Linked DNA regions of Zea mays: region 2 is linked to region 1. The links are chromatin contacts, called in public Hi-C maps. All regions are on one chromosome and are shown on one strand. The core of a region is the stretch at or near the end of the contact, and the rest is flanking DNA. Distances in the headings are between cores, read along the strand shown.

Evidence for each region. A called contact is a pair of places that touch in the nucleus more often than the background predicts.
Region 2: a contact with region 1 is called in a Hi-C map of ear, with 2.8 times the contacts expected there. The contact joins the enhancer-like site here to the promoter of EREB46 in region 1. A contact is called at or near these places in 8 of 25 Hi-C or Micro-C datasets (bundle sheath, ear, endosperm and 3 more).

What each region holds. Positions count from the first base shown.
Region 1 is chr5:116,510,249-116,514,702 of Zm-B73-REFERENCE-NAM-5.0, forward strand. It overlaps EREB46 (Ethylene-responsive transcription factor WIN1), which reads right to left and starts at 2,047. Exons shown (of 2, transcript NM_001155213.1): 1 at 1,869-2,047; 2 at 961-1,771. The coding sequence starts at 1,975. The coding sequence ends at 1,237. LOC103626807 (DEAD-box ATP-dependent RNA helicase 41) reads left to right here. Exons shown (of 7, transcript XM_035959112.1): 6 at 1,241-1,747; 7 at 2,548-4,454.
Region 2 is chr5:117,156,336-117,160,789 of Zm-B73-REFERENCE-NAM-5.0, forward strand. It overlaps LOC100284452 (DNA methyltransferase 1-associated protein 1), which reads right to left. Exons shown (of 18, transcript NM_001157347.2): 14 at 4,257-4,328; 15 at 3,753-3,807; 16 at 3,457-3,491; 17 at 2,811-2,935; 18 at 1,947-2,705. The coding sequence ends at 2,858. Among protein-coding and RNA genes, the nearest start is that of LOC100284452, 31 kb to the right of the region's middle. Within about 2 kb of position 1,981, at least 6 of the 20 cell types and tissues checked have an H3K27ac peak or open chromatin away from gene starts, as enhancers often do. A contact at or near this core is called in bundle sheath and ear, where this site is marked.

The DNA.
Region 1 (4,454 bases), core at 797-3,296:
TGGAGCTAGATGGCAAAATTCTAAGAACAATCAATTGTTCCTAGTCTGATGGCAAATGTTATGCTGATCATTATGACATTTGTCTGTACTACCTTGTCATGATTATCAATTATTTATATATTACATTTGCTTATTTAATGAGGAGAAATATAACCTTAAGGCCTTTAAAGTGTTTGTTGCACATCTTCATGGTCCATACGCTGGGTTGATTGTTCCACCCTTAGTGCATCTCTACGTCCACATTGTAGAGCTTTTGATAGTTACATGATGCTGAACATAGTGCATGACCTATTCATTAATACAAGATTGGCAGAAGAGGGTATCTTTAAAGGCAAAAACTGCTATGCAATCAAGCTACCAAAAGTCATGATTTTTTTTTTAAAAAGAATATAATTGTACTTCATTGTTTACTCTACCAATATATAAAGTTTACGTTCTAATTCATTCTATGTTAAGAGATATAAATAAGAGAATTATATCATTTTTCTCCTTTTTATATCTCCTAACATAGGATGAATTAGAATACAAAATTTAATATATTGGTAGAGTAAATAATGAAGTACATATATAATTCTTTTGAGAATTTTTTATGACTTTAATTTGATGGCACGACGATTGCACGAGAATCTTGATTGCATAACAGTTTTTGCCATCTTTAAATGTTCCATTCTTAATAGTGTTCAGTAGTGCTTGGTAATGTGGAATTGGATGTATTGTCTACTTGCTGGTTTGTCTTGTATGCCATAGTGATGACATCTCATAAAGCATGGCCCTTCTAACCATTCTTTCATAAAAGTAAAGTTATCCGCAAACATCACCTTCATCCTGTTTTGAGATTTTTTATTTGTTTAGCTTTTTTTTCTTTGTTTGAAGAAATAAAGTAAGACTGTATACTCACTATTTAAAAAAAAACTGTTGAGATTCTTCAACTGAGTTTGACATCAGGATCCAAGCAAAGGATGAGCAGTAACACAATCATAATCTATTTATTTCTTTTATAAGCAATTATATCACTGACATTGATGTGTAACAAAGTATCTTGATAGGAACATGTGTATGTAGAGCTTTTCACGTACATAGAACTGCACACAATTGCAAACTTTATAGTTCTTGTAAGTTGGATTTAGTAATAGACATATATCTATATTACTGAAGCAACCTGAACTGCTTGTGTACCAACCGACCTAGCGAAACTCTGATCTGGGATGGTGACTTGTGCTGTTTGATCCATGCTTTTCAGATGATGAAGCGACCTTGGTCATCTCCGTTTGAGGGTGAAGCTGGGCTGCTGCTGCTCAGCAACTCTTCGATCATTTGCAGTGCGATCCTCTCCTCCTCATCCATCGGCGTGGCTGGTGGAGCAGTTGTTGCTGATGTGGACTGTGATGCAGCATCAGTGGATGCTGCATCTTTGTTGAGCTCCACTGTCATGACCCAGTTGGAGTCAGCACGGGCTCCTGCACGCTTCTGCCAAACACCAATGTGGGACTTCTCAGGGTCAAGGCGGAGACAGGTCAGGGACGGTGATGGCGCCTTGCAGCATTTGCGGAGCTTCGCACTGAGAATCTGGGACAGGTTGGTGGTAGAGGAGCCGCTGCTGAAGTTGCTGCGGGCGTCCCTTCCCGCAGCTGGGGTAGGCTCCCCTGTGCTGCTTCTTTGGATTGGGAAGTTGGTCTTGGCGTTGCGTCCGCTCATCAGCACAGCAGCCTCATCATATGCTCTCGCTGCCTCCTCAGCCGTCTCAAAGGTACCCAGCCAGACCCTCCTCTTACTGTACGTATCACAAAAAGATACATGCATTGCAATTCAGAATTATGGTTGCATCAGTAGTTTATGTTCCCTAAAAATTAGAGGGACGGAGGCCTTACAGGAGGGGATGCCTGATCTCAGAGACCCAGGAGCCCCAGTGGCGCTGCCGGACTCCACGAAACTTCTTTGGCTGTACCATTTTCCTGGAGTGGAGATTCTCTGTCATGGAGAAGGACACAGGAGGCAGAGATGAGCTCTGCTGGGGCGCCTATGAAGTGAAGTGTGTGTGGCCGTGTGGGGGAGGAACGGGCTGGTTTGAGTGAATATAAACTGCCCAGCCTGTACTTGCTTCTGCAGTGAGTGATAAATGTGGTTAGCTGCGTAGGTAGTAAGAGAGGAAAGGAGTGGAGAATATGTCTGGACCTAGTTTTCACTCACCAGTCACCAAGCCACCTTGATAGAAGGCGGCATACACTGACTGGAGAGCAGGGGTGCTGGGGCCAAGAGCAGTAGACCAAGCGTGCGTCAATGGATAAAACTATAGAGGCAAAAGATGAGGGGAGGGGCAACTGAAGGGGGGGCCACATGGTGTCTGCAGGTGTGGGCTGTCGGTGAACTGTGTGTATGCATAGCATAACCACCTTCCCTGCTAGTACAGTGGTAATAAACACTCTCACCTACACCCATGGCTGCCACATTTATTTGTGGGGCAACCCTAAGTTGATCCACATAGTCCTAGTAGTAGTTTATGTAGGGTTAATGTACATCTGTTTTGGATAACTTCATCTCTTTTTCCAGAGCTACTGGGGCCAATCATATTGTTGAGTATCACTGGAAGCGTGGACACTGCGGCAAAGCATATAGGTAAGACTTGTGCTGAAACTTAGGGTGTTGGAATATTTACTGCATATTTTTGAGATAACGTCAAAATTCTTTTGCTTCATTTGGAATCTCTAGTCGTGTTCCGTCACCCAATTTTTTCTCTATAAATATGTAATGGGATGTTGAAATTTACAGTGAATTGTTCTTGAACTGAATATAGATTGTGTGTTTAGAGTGATTTCAGTGCGACCTGTGTATGAGAATTGACAAGGGTGCCTTTGTCCTGGGGTGTTAGTTCTGGAATTGCTTGGAGATGGTTGGCATTTAAGCTTGTCTGAGGTAGCTGCAGGTACAGACTGGTGATGATGATGGTGTGTGCTCAGTTGATGGATACTTGTTCAATGAAGAAATATAAAAGTTTTTTTTTTCTGTCACTTATAATATGGGAGTAGACTGAACTGTTGTTCAGTGGAGAATTTGATAGTATGTTTACATTTTGGCTTCGCTATATTCTCACAATAGAAATCAGGTTGCAAAATGGTTATGAAGTTAGGCTATAATAATCTGTCTACACGTAACTTCATTTCTTCTCCATTGAACATCTCGTGTGCTTCGGTTTGTAGAAAATTTCATTTCATTTCACTTGAACTTGGCTTTCTTTCGTTAACCTCTGAAACTATCCACAAGACGGTAGCTCTAAAGGTTTATGGTAGTCTGCTTCAGCAATAAGCTTACTCTTGTCTTAGGATGACAAATGTTTATAGTAAGATCAGATCCTTCGCTGTATCCAAACATTCTAATAATTTTGGGTTCTTTGAAAGGGAGCTGGAGTCTTTGCTGAAAATGTTTGGTTGCAGATTACGACTTTGCACACTTAAATGTTGTGTTCCCTCTCCCACAACTTTCCCGTTTGGGTGCTTTCCAGAAAAAAAAACTGTTGCCATTTTGTTTGGAAGTATCAGTTTGCACGCATTGTTTGGATGTGAAGTATCTTAATGGTTTTGACTGGGGTTTTTCAGCAAGTCACACCTTGGAATATCTTTCACAGCCGTGCTTTTTTAGAAAGGGAGAAAAAGAAAAAAAAAATCAGTTACGGGTGAGCTCGTGGTCATGCCGTGCGCTCGTATTTCTAAGCCGAGCCATTTGCATGAATGAGGTGCTAGGCTTTCCTGTGATACCAAAATGAAGCGTCGGTCTGCAATAAATCGGTAAGCTGTGGGTCATATTTTTACCAGGCGAGCAACTGCCCCCGTTGCTACAGAAGTTAAGCTGTGTAAAATAAAAAGGTGAAATAAATTGATTGAGTCTGTTGCCCTTGTCGAGTTAATTAATGAGAAACAGGTACCTGCAGTACATCTACGGTGGGGATGTCATGTGTCAGTCGATCACCTCTGACTGGAGCATAAGAAGGTTCTGTGAGATCTTGTCCTCTGACACTGTCTGGTACGTACACCCTTTTCTCACGCATTGTGCACAGGTGTATCTTTAAAAATTGCCGGTGGAGTCAAAAGAAAATAGGAGCATGCAGTGCACTGTATTTTATTTGGATTTGAAGCCCCTGCATGTTTGGCAGCAGTTATCTGTTCCTCAGCTCCTGTAACCTGAGGCGCATCTCGGAGTCCGAATTATTATTTTTAATCATCACCTACGTTAGAAATGAATCTGTTTGATGTTGCCTAGGCGCAGTGGACAGAGAGGTAAGGTTCTTTTTGGGACCATATATATGACTAAGCTGGTCTCCCCAAATCATTCCCGGCAAAATCATGGACCTTAGCGAGGAACCGGAAGCTGCTTGGTTTTCTTTCTTTCTTTCTTTTATGTATATGTTTGTATTCTGTATAGATTATTAATCCGCTCAAAGCGGCAAACCGACATGCATGGTA
Region 2 (4,454 bases), core at 731-3,230, 650 kb after region 1:
AGTATGTTGTGTATTCACCCTTGCTTTATACAAAACAAGGTTAACCTTAGTGCAACCATTGCTCAGTTGAAGAAGCTAATGGAGTAGATCTCTAGGAGTTCCAGAATTTCTATGAGTTCGAGGATTAGGCCAATGATCTCCTTGAGTCAAATGCCTATGGATGGTCCAACCTAATATTACTATATATAGGACAACGCTATTCTTCACCTTCGATGATGATCACCCACTCTAGAATTGGTTAACAAATCTTCATTAATTGTTAAGCATTCGTGATTTTTGTTAAGCCATTCTAGGGTGGTAATCATCACCTAGGATGTCAAATAGCATATATATGTGTGTCGCGCGTGTGTGTGATGATTATAGGAAGGAAATGACTGATTAGTCACCCTAATTCTAAATAGGCGCTTGATCGGTTCCCTAGAACAACCAACAAATTGTCAGATTTAAAAACTATGCTCCTCACACATAGGTAGGGTGGACACTTTTTTACAATAAACCAAAAATCGAATTGAACTGAAATATCATTTTTTGTAGTTTGATTCAGTTTCGGTTTTTGCATCTATGAAGTTCGGTGTTGATATCGTAATCAATTTTCGCCTTGTACCAAACCAAAAAAACTAAGAAATTGAAATACCGAACTTAAGCTATTCTAAAATTTGACTCTTTGATTATATAAACTAAATGTGTGCTGCAATAAACTTGTTGTTCACTTATTATTTATATGCGATGTATGATGGATCTCTAAATCCTTATGGTTATATAATTTTTATTTTTTAGATTGTGTGTAATCTATCATATAAACTTATTGTATGTGCTATCTTTCTTGATTATAAGTTTGATGTGTTCGGTTTTTACCGAAAACCTAAAGTAAAAAATCAAAACTGAACCCATCAGTTTTTCTTTTTCTAGTAAATTGATTGGATACTGATATTTATAAAACTGAAGTTTTTAAACTGAAAAAACAAACCAATAATTAAAAAACAAATGCCTAGTCCACGTATGCATAGGGCGATGAAGCTCAGGTAGGGGTGGTAACGGGCCATTTTATTTAGCCTAGCAAATTTAAGGATCAAGTCAAGTTAGGGCCGGATCATAAAACAATACAATTTTGAACTAACAAAATTAAAGGCTTTGTTGATTTGTGAAGCAAGTATTAGGGTCATGATCCATTACCACCTCTAAGCTCAGGGCTCAGGCTATAGCTCCACCATGACTGTGCAGAGTCGTTGTAGTCTAGTCTGTGTGAGGGCACCCTCAACTAGTTACTACTGCTCTAAGATAATTATATTAACTTTTTAATAATAGTTTATAATATAATTAGGCTTACAAAACAATCTTATTTACGTATAGGACTAACTCTTAATTGAAAGATAATTTTTTCATCTCATCCATTAAAATATAAAATAAAATGTTTAGAGCTAGTTCATAAGTCAATGGGTAGATGTAAGAATGGCAATTTAACCCGTAAATCTAAAATCTGATGGATACTCGACCTGACGGATGTGGGTACAAGTGAAGATTTGATTTTAACCAACGGATGCAACCCACACCCAATCCGAAGTTTCGTGGGTATGGACATAAATTTCTATTTCAACCCACGGATGCCCACATGCAACTCAGAAATTTGGTTTATTATTTAGTTTGCTAAAATTGGTTAAAATATAATAGTAATTATTTTGAATAAGTAACTTAGCTAATGATTTATGAAATATTTTGTTGTTGCTTAACATTAAAATGCTTAAAATTCGTAGAAATAACTTAATTATTATCGATACTTAATTAACTACCCGCGGGTGCAATTACAAGTGGGTTTATGTATACTTTATAAGTACAAGTTTTTATTCCACCTATTGCCATCCTAAATAGATGGGAGGGGGAGGGGGCACGACAACTCGACTAGCAAGGACGCTAGTGGTGTGTGTGTGTGTGTGTTTTTTTTTTTTTGCAGGATCCCAGGAGCAGGGTGGCTGTCACTGTGAATCGCGCTTCGTCGTGCGCACCTTTGTATGCGCTAATGCGCAATGGTGGGCTGGTAGCTATTATTGTACGGGACGAGGCTGATTTTTTTAACTTCAGACCACAAGAAGATTGTATGAGACGAGGGTGAATTTGATTTGTAGGATATTTATAATCTTCAATATCCACTCCAATCCAATCAAACTAAACAAACCCTGGCTTTGTTTGGATACTCTAGTATTCATCCCAATACCCATGTATTGAGGTGTAAGTTAACAAATTTACACCCCAATCCACCTCAATATATATAGATTAAGATAAATAATAGAGTACCCAAACAAAGTAAAGGAGCTGTCAGATGAGCTTCCGGGAAGGCATGGTGAACAAACAGGCACTAGCGTGCTCTCAAAGCCTGTTTGTTGAACGTCTATTGGGTGAACCGATTGACCGTGCTGGTTGGACAGGAGCAAAAACGGAATTGTCGGGCTTACCGGTCTCCCATACTCAGAATTCAGAAATCTGCTGAAAAGTGACGATTTCGACCTCTCAGTTATCTGTGTAACATTACATGACAATAATAGATAGATACATTATAAATCCAAAACCGGTCCACCCAGCATATGGCCCGAAGTCAGGGCAAGCAGCGAAAGTCGGTTCCTGCATGACTGGCCAGCCCAACGGATTTCCATTGATGCCGTTGCTGACCTATTAGGTTCTACTAGTTCATCTCTACTGTAAGACTGCAAGTGCTACATTATTCAAAAAAGTGATGTAAATGTCAATCTGCAGCTCTTAAGTCGGGACTAAATAATCATGAAAAACACGTAGTTTAACTTTAGTATGATATGACACACCTTGGTTGTTTGACTAGAGTTTTCATCCTGACATTTGAACAGCACTATCAGTCAGATCCCTTCAATTTTCTAGGCCGCTTCGACTGGGGTGGTGATGGAGGCGCATCTATAAATCTTCCAGTGGACTGGCAAAAATAATTTGAGATGAAATGAAGCCATAACATAGTTAAAAGCAGTTGAAAAAATAAATTGAACTCGTAGAGATAGGGGTGGTAATGGATCAAGATCCAAATGTTTCTTCACAATTTGTTTGAGCCCTTAATTAATTTTAATTTAAAAATGAATAGAAATAGAGCCTGATCGTAATCTGATCCGGTCCTTAAATTTAAATTTCATACAATTTGTTTGAGCCCTTAATTAATTTTAATTTAAAAATGAATAGAAATAGAGCCTGATCGTAATCTGATCCGGTCCTTCAATTTAAATTTCATAGTGTAAAATTGGAACCCATTACCACCCCTACGTAGAGGTGCATAGTAGTAGAAAATACTAGTCATCCATTAAATCGTCTGTAATCTAACAAACATCGTAGAAACATCATGGATGCTTCAATTCAAAGATGTGCCCGTACCATAAAAGAAACCAAGCAAAGTTTAAAGAAACCAAGCAAAGTTTAACAGCAGAATTAAAGGGAAAAACAACAAACCTTCCGCTTGTGATCCCGTTTGCCTGCTCTTTCACCTGAAGTCACATGAAGCAGTATGATGCAAAATATCAATAGGAAACCCCTCATACTGAAGATGGAAGACTTAAAAAACTGAAGTGTCCGCTTTTAAATACTTCCTCCGTTCTAAAATAGTATTCTTTTTAGCTCTTAATTTTTATGTCCATATTCAACTAGATGATGATGAATCTAGACATATATATAGAACACATACACTAAGTATTGTATGAATCCCATAAAAAGGTAAAACGAATTTTATTTTGGTACAAAGGGAGTACCTGTAAACCCACTTGTATCAGGGATGAAGGGCCGATCAATGTCCCTATTAGAACGCTGCAAATAAATGCACCGTAATGTTGTTAAATAGAAAACAACTAATTGTTGGACCTGATAAGGCACTAGCCAGCGAGCATAACTATTACCACAAAAGGGGAAACATAATTCACTTCGTCTCAACAATAATTTTCCACTGGACCATTTTAGATGGTTCCACTAGACATTTCAGTTAACAGGAAATTTGGATCTTGAAGTACGGTGAACTAACATATAGTCATTGTTTTGCACAACCCCGTTAATACATCACTAAGCTCTTCATATCTTTTATCAAGAAACCACTTGTGAGTTGTGACAGCCATATAATTCTGCAAAAGATCAGAACAAGAAGCCTATTTGCACTCTGATGTATCTATTCCCAAAGGTTGACTTCACTTTAACTTACAACAGTTCCACACTGATATAAAAGAGGAAAAAGGCAGGTAATTCATATATATTATATTGAATACCTTAGGTGTGCTTGGTGCCTCTGTGAAGGAACTTTCCCGGTTAGCTGAAACTTCAGCCTCTTTATTTTGCAGCTATTAACATAGAAGACAAAAGGGAACTGTTAGTTAAAAGGAAATAACAAATATTTGAAGACATGCTCAGTTTCCCCTTTTTTCCATCACATCTTATTCAACAAATGCTTCGGAAAAAAGATCAAA